Linked DNA regions of Gossypium hirsutum: region 2 is linked to region 1. A link is a contact called in public Hi-C data. All regions are on one chromosome and are shown on one strand. Each heading gives the region's core, a stretch centred on a gene start, on an enhancer-like site or on the middle of the called end of the contact. The rest is flanking DNA. Distances are from core to core; before and after follow the strand shown. Region 1 has its middle 66 kb from the start of LOC107943047. Region 2 holds the start of LOC107950655 (protein PAF1 homolog).

Region 1 (3,145 bases), core at 124-2,623:
TTTTAGACCCTCTATTATCGATTTCTAACAAAATCTCATAACTACTCTACTTGATATCTACTTTATTTTCTCAAGTGAAAAATCTAACATCCAACTTCAAAAATCTAGTCATTTTTCATGTATACACTAAAAATCTATCAATTTAACATAAAAAAAAGAAAAATCATTAATGGTAACTTTCTAAAACTTTAACGGTTTTATAAATTGATACACAAATTAGTTAAATTATGATTCCCCGATCTCAAAAATATAAAATTTATAAGAAAAGTAATAAATTACACTTACCAATTTGTGGATTAAAGTTTGAAACCCTAACCAAATCTATTATGTTTCTTCTCTCTTTTTTTTTTCTTGTCACGTGGAAGGATGGAGAAGACATCTTCTCTCTCCTTCCACTTAAACTAGTTTAACTTATTTTATTTTTTATAATTTTTTATAATAAATAATAACATATAACATCAACATTTTTTAGCCACAAAATTGGCATTTTTTATTGCCATCCAAAATTTTTGGGCTATTAGCAATTTTAGTCCTTTTTAACTATTTTCAAATTAAAATTTATAGCGATCTAAATTTTCAATTTAATTCTTGAACTAGATTAAATACTCAAATCAACTGAATTACTTAACCTCGATTCAATTCATTTATAGCATAACTCCGTAAATATTTTTATTAATTATTTATAGACTCGGTCTATTAAAATGAAACCTAAAATCGTACTTTTCGACACCACTGTATCGGGTTGTTACATAGTCCATATTTTTCAATTAGATCATTCTAAGTCTTTATACTTTTTGAATTTTAAAATTTTAGTCTTGACATAAAGAATAATAATTAATCCATTACCTAGATTTTAAATAAACCATGCTTAGTATTAACATTTTAAAGATTACATTTTTATTATCTTACCATTATGCCTTGATATTGCATATGTGGTGATAATTGCTTACCTCATAATATATTGAGTCAAAGGTTGGGATGTAGATGCAAAAATTTTGAGGTGTTTTGTTTTCACTTCTCTTGCGATCTTTTTATATGGTTTTGGCGTTTTATAGGTTTAAAATGGTATTAGTATTTGTATTGCAGATTTAGTTTTTATATTGTAATTTGGTTACCATATATATAATTTAGTAAAAAGTTTTTTATTATAAAAATAGGTTTAAAAAATTACACATGTCTTTTTAAAATATATATTTTTATTTTTTTAATATTTTATTATATTCTTGTAAGACACTTATCAACTTCTTAATTTTACTTGTGGAGTTAAAACTTTCATTAAAAGATTTATGAATTTGTAATGTGTGATGTAGGATCCATAACAGAGATAAAAACTTGGTTTTACAAGATGACAAGGCCTATAAATTAAGGCTTCAAACAAAACCCTATGGACTAAAAGAGGCCCCTATGTTCGGGCACAATATAAATCCATTTCGTAGCCCTTCCTTCAAACAAAAAATGGATTTATTTAAGTTTGCTCGGTACATCTCGATGGGAGTGGAAATATATATTGTTAGATTTATTATTGCTTAAAGTTGGTATATTTTGTTCCATCATTCATTTTGTTTTGTTATGAATGTAAAATATTGAAAATAATAATCACCTATGTAGATGTTTGATGCGTTTAACCTTTGTCTTGTCTCGTTCTATTTTAATTTATTCAAAAAATTTTATTCCATTTGAAATCTATTAAATGATTCAAATTTTATTATCCTGAGATTTTCTTATATTTTTTTTTGTTTAAGTGAATAATGTGAGCTTGATCTAAATTTTATTTTTGAAATGCCTTAATAAACTTACTAATTAAAATAATACCCTCGAATCCAATGTAACATCCATTTTAAAATATTGATTGCACTTTTTGACATCTCTTATGTGTGAATTCTAAATTAATCATATCGTATCTTACTATTTTGTAATTTGTACCCAGCTTATCATGCAATAAAGAAAAAGAAAGGGTTAATACAAGATCCAAGGTTTGGGGGGGGGGTCTGGAGCAGATATCATAGTGTTATTGTCTTAAATTTGGATATGAATTAATCCTGCTCATCATTTTCTTTAACAACCCAAATCCAGTCTGGATAATTCATGATTTATATATATATATATTTCATCTTTTACTTACTACGCCAACCACCTTACCCAAATTTATTATCTTTGTTCAACTAATCCTGGGGTTCGGTTTCATAATTCCATAAATAAACAAAAAGTACATACCTAAAATGATAATTTATTATTATACGAGGACACAAAAAGCTATAAAATCTTAGGTCACGGCACTGGAAAATCATTTTCCAGCTAAAAGCACATGCAATGATGCATATGATGTGGACATGGGGACCCTCAATTTCCCTTCTGCTAAATCATTTCTTAAAAACATGGCTTGTTTTGTTTTTCAAATATTTTTCTAATAATACAATATATTAGATTTTTAAGGGAAGTGTAAATTTAAATTTTAAAGACAATATTATTAACAGAAATAAAACAAATATGAAGAATATTAACACATATACTTTTAAAAATGCAAGTAAACATAAAATATTTTATACAAATTTGAGATTGGATAAAAATTTACTGGTTGAAGAGACCAAGGCCCTGCATTTACTGTTCTCTTTAAGTGTGTTTGGTGTTGATATTGGAGAATTTGATATAATAATAAATATATATGTCTGGTGCCTCCCAAACAATCTTGAATTCTTGGATTAATTTTTACATCTTAGAAGCGAGAAAGATATATGCGTCAAGTCGGGTTTATTTGCATCAATTGTGCTACCTTTTTTGTTTTATAAATAGGTCACTAATTATCCTCAACATTGTATTGTCTGGTTTAAACATAGGAAGATTTTCTCCAAATCAAATAAATCTTGCATTTTGATATTTAGATTAAAATTTCTTTTCTCGTAAAATATTAGAGATTTAAATATAATAATTATATCATGTTGCAAAATTCTCATTTCTCAATTCAATGAAACAATAATAACTCTATTAGGTCGGTTATATTTTTTAAATGTGATTTTAGTTGCAATTCAATTTGCATTTGATATTTTTTAACTGAAAAATTTTAGATTTTTTTTTATGCACGTACTTGGAAGATTTTTAGTAGCATTTTATTGAGTTAAAGCATGAAGAAAATTAAGCCAAGCAAATA
Region 2 (3,416 bases), core at 436-2,935, 91 kb after region 1:
TCTCCACTCTTCCTGTATGTACATTTGGGTTCTTTACAGGGGGCACCATTGGCTTGTGCTCTCTACCACCAATCCTGTGATTGGAATGCCCATGTTCACGCCTTCCAGAACCTGAAAAATCCCTATTCCCCACTTTACTGAGCTCACTTAACCTCTTGTCCCCAGCACTCTCCTTTGGAGGAGGCGGAGGTGGAGGAGAACTGGGAGGAGGAGGTGGAGGGATTGAAGAACCGGGAGAACTTGGGGGAGGCGGTGGAGGAGGTGGCTGCATTGCTTGATTGCCATACTGTGATGAGTACTGTGAAGGTGGATAGTATATTGGTGGCTGTGAGTTGAAGGTATTTTGCGGCACTGTTGGCAGAGGAGGGGGTGGGGGAGGTGGATAGGAAGAATCCAGAGGTGGCGGAGGCGGTGGGGGATAAGAATATTGCTGCTGTGGAGGTGGAGGAGGCGGTGGCTGCTGCTGTTGTTGGGGCGGTCTTGAAGAAGGGTAATGATAATTTGATTTCAAATTCATTTGATTGTAATTTTGATCATAATGTTGTTGGGGTGGGAGAGGATTTTGATTTGGTGAGGGTGGAGGAGGAAAGGATTGTGGTGGGAATGACCTATACGAGGCCATTCTTCTTCTCTTTTATTCACTTTATCACAGTATCAAAAACAGAGACAAATCAATAAGAAAGCCGCATAAAAGAACAGTAAAACATGAAACTTGAGATTTTGAATTCTGGGCTTCTTTTTTCTCCTAGTTTTCTTGAAGAAATTTATTCAAATTGGAAAACCTTCAACTCGAATTTGAAATTTCCTATTTTCCTTTCAAGAAAAAAAAACCCTAAAGGAATAGATTCAAAACATTGAAATCCTAATTTCCAGAATTCAGCTGAAGTAGCTAAAACCCTAGCAAAATCAACCGCCAAAAATTTTTAATTTAATCAGGTCGGCAAAAAAATTTGTGGGAAGAAAGCGTTAAATGAGATAAACAGAGCAACGAATTGAACTCTCAATTCCACAAACCCTAGGAAAGAGATAGAGACTGATCTGGAATCTAATCAGTAAATACTTGAAAGCAAAAACCAGCTCCTACTTTATTAAAGGGAGAAAAAAGAAACCTAACCAATTGAAATCCGAACTAATATATGTTTATTATTTACAGCTCTAAGCGAAAACCAAAATGCGTGAGTGAGTGACCGGAAAAAGTTTGCCGGAACGGAGAAGGGGATAATATCCTCTTTTACTTGACTTCGGATTTATTTTTGGGTTTTATATATTCAGGATTATTTCTTTGTTTTTTCCAATGTTATTGAAATCCGGAGTTAGGATGAGAACTAGTTGAGTCGTGAACACAGTTGAACCGCGATCTATAAACTGAATGAACCAATGCAAAACCAGTTAAACCGACTTTTGCAACCCAAATCCATCGAAAACATACCAAACCCTAAAAATTTAATCCAGTTAAACCGACTTTTGCAACCCAAATCCATCGAAAACATACCAAACCCTAAAAAATTTAATCAATCCAACCCAATCACCCAACCTAAAATAATAAAGTAAAAAAAAAAACCCCTAAATTCCTTAATCTGTCTTGTACCTACTAAAACACTTGAAGAAGAAAAGAACAACTCTGCTGCTCGTTGCTCTGCCATTTTGAGACGGGTCAAATTCTCAAGTCTTAATTAGCTGTTAAGTTCGTTAACAAAACGACAGTGTTTAATCTTTTATGTTTAGAAACTTCAAAAAAACGTAGAGTTTAAGGGAGGGTTAGACGCAGCGTTTCAGTGTTGATGAAGGGAATTGAGTAAAATGGTGCGTTTCACTCTAATATTGCACATGTCTAACAAAATTTCAAATTGGTTGTAACGGCCTGGTGGTTATAATTGCCCAAGGGCCCAAGAAGCAGTTATGCAAAAATTTGAATGCCAAGTTTAGTCTCTCTTCTTCTCTTTCTCTCAAAATTTTCTCTCTTTTGTGTTTTCTGCAAACTCCAGCATCACATGTGCCAACGGCTGCCTCTCTACTTCTTTTCAACTCTTCTCTCATCTCAAGTTTCAACCTTAATTGTTGTTGATCATTGTCTCTAACCATTGCCGACCACCGTTTCTTGCTTTGAAGATTATTTTGGAGAGTCAATGATAAGATTTTCATTATCTTTTGTTTTTTTTCCTTCCTCTTTATTTTCAAGAAAATTAAGCATATATGTCAATTGTAAAAAAAATTAAGGTTTGATATCGTTTTATTTGGAAATTACAGAAATAAGTCGATTTTGGAGGGAGAAGACAAAAAAACACGTGTAGGAAGCGCTTTCAGGTGACATGGAGAAGAGAGGTGAAAATGCGTTGTTTAAAAAATTACAGAGCACATTTTCATCACATGGCGTTGCCTTGTACCAAAGTCGGATTTTTAAAAAAAATTATATAAACTGTTAGAATATCACCGTCGTTGAGTTTCTAACCTTGGGATCAATGGCAAGTTGACCAACGGTAACACTTTTTTCTCCAATGTCAACATTTTTTTTCTCCAAAGGACATTTTTTTCCTATATATACCTGTCTATTTTCAAAAAAATTTATTCAATCTTATTTATCTATTCTCCCAATCTTATACATTTATTCTCGCAATTTTCTGTACTATTTTATTCTTAATGTTTTTCATTCAATTTTTGTAAATTTTTTATTTTGTAATTTCTTTAATTTTATTTCATTTTCATAATTTTAAAAATGTTAATGTCTCTAATTCAAGTTGGGTATAGAGTGTTACATGAGACTTGAAAATCAAGTCTCGATACTCAGGCTACCATGTCTTAAGACTTTTATCTAGTCCCAAGACATAAATCTAGAACTATAGGAAAATAGTATTCCAGGTCATGCAATCATGTCTCTATATGCCTCCTAGCAAGATATATGTCAAACAAAAAGTATGAAAACATGTTTAACACATGGAAACAAGTCCATAACATAAAAATTCCTTATCATAACCGTTTTCAATCAAAATTTGACTAGATGAGTAGATTATATGTATAAAACCAATACGCAAGTTCATTAAAAACTGTGACATCCAGCATTTGATCCAGTCGTCGAGTCCTAATGCGAGACCCATATTAGTTGCTAGAGTAATTTAATCTAGCTTATACTTTAAATTCAATAAGAAAGTCAAACATAAATCCATTCATATCAAACCATTTCAATTGATTAAATTCATTATTAAAACTTTTAAAACAATTTATAAATATTTTAAAACAATTCCTAAGTGTTTAGAGGTCATCAGGACTTAGCACGGGTCTCTAGGAGTCGAAACAACTCAAAACAAGTGAGGGACAATGTTCTGTCATAGCTGTATAGGTACAAGTGAGAATTTGTACTGATACAAGTCCTTGCTATCGTACACTTTTACTTTCACTAACTTACTTGTTGCGATACAATT

The links. A called contact is a pair of places that touch in the nucleus more often than the background predicts.
Region 2: a Hi-C map of leaf shows a contact between it and region 1, with 4 times the contacts expected there. The contact joins the promoter of LOC107950655 here to the enhancer-like site in region 1. A contact is called at or near these places in 9 of 34 Hi-C or Micro-C datasets (anther, callus, hypocotyl and 2 more).

Annotation. Positions count from the first base shown.
Region 1 is chrD03:11,323,253-11,326,397 of Gossypium_hirsutum_v2.1, forward strand. No RefSeq gene overlaps it. Among protein-coding and RNA genes, the nearest start is that of LOC107943047, 66 kb to the left of the region's middle. Within about 2 kb of position 1,374, at least 3 of the 9 cell types and tissues checked have an H3K27ac peak or open chromatin away from gene starts, as enhancers often do. A contact at or near this core is called in leaf, where this site is marked.
Region 2 is chrD03:11,413,821-11,417,236 of Gossypium_hirsutum_v2.1, forward strand. It overlaps LOC107950655 (protein PAF1 homolog), which reads right to left and starts at 1,686. Exons shown (of 12, transcript XM_016885537.2): 1 at 1-1,686. The coding sequence starts at 622.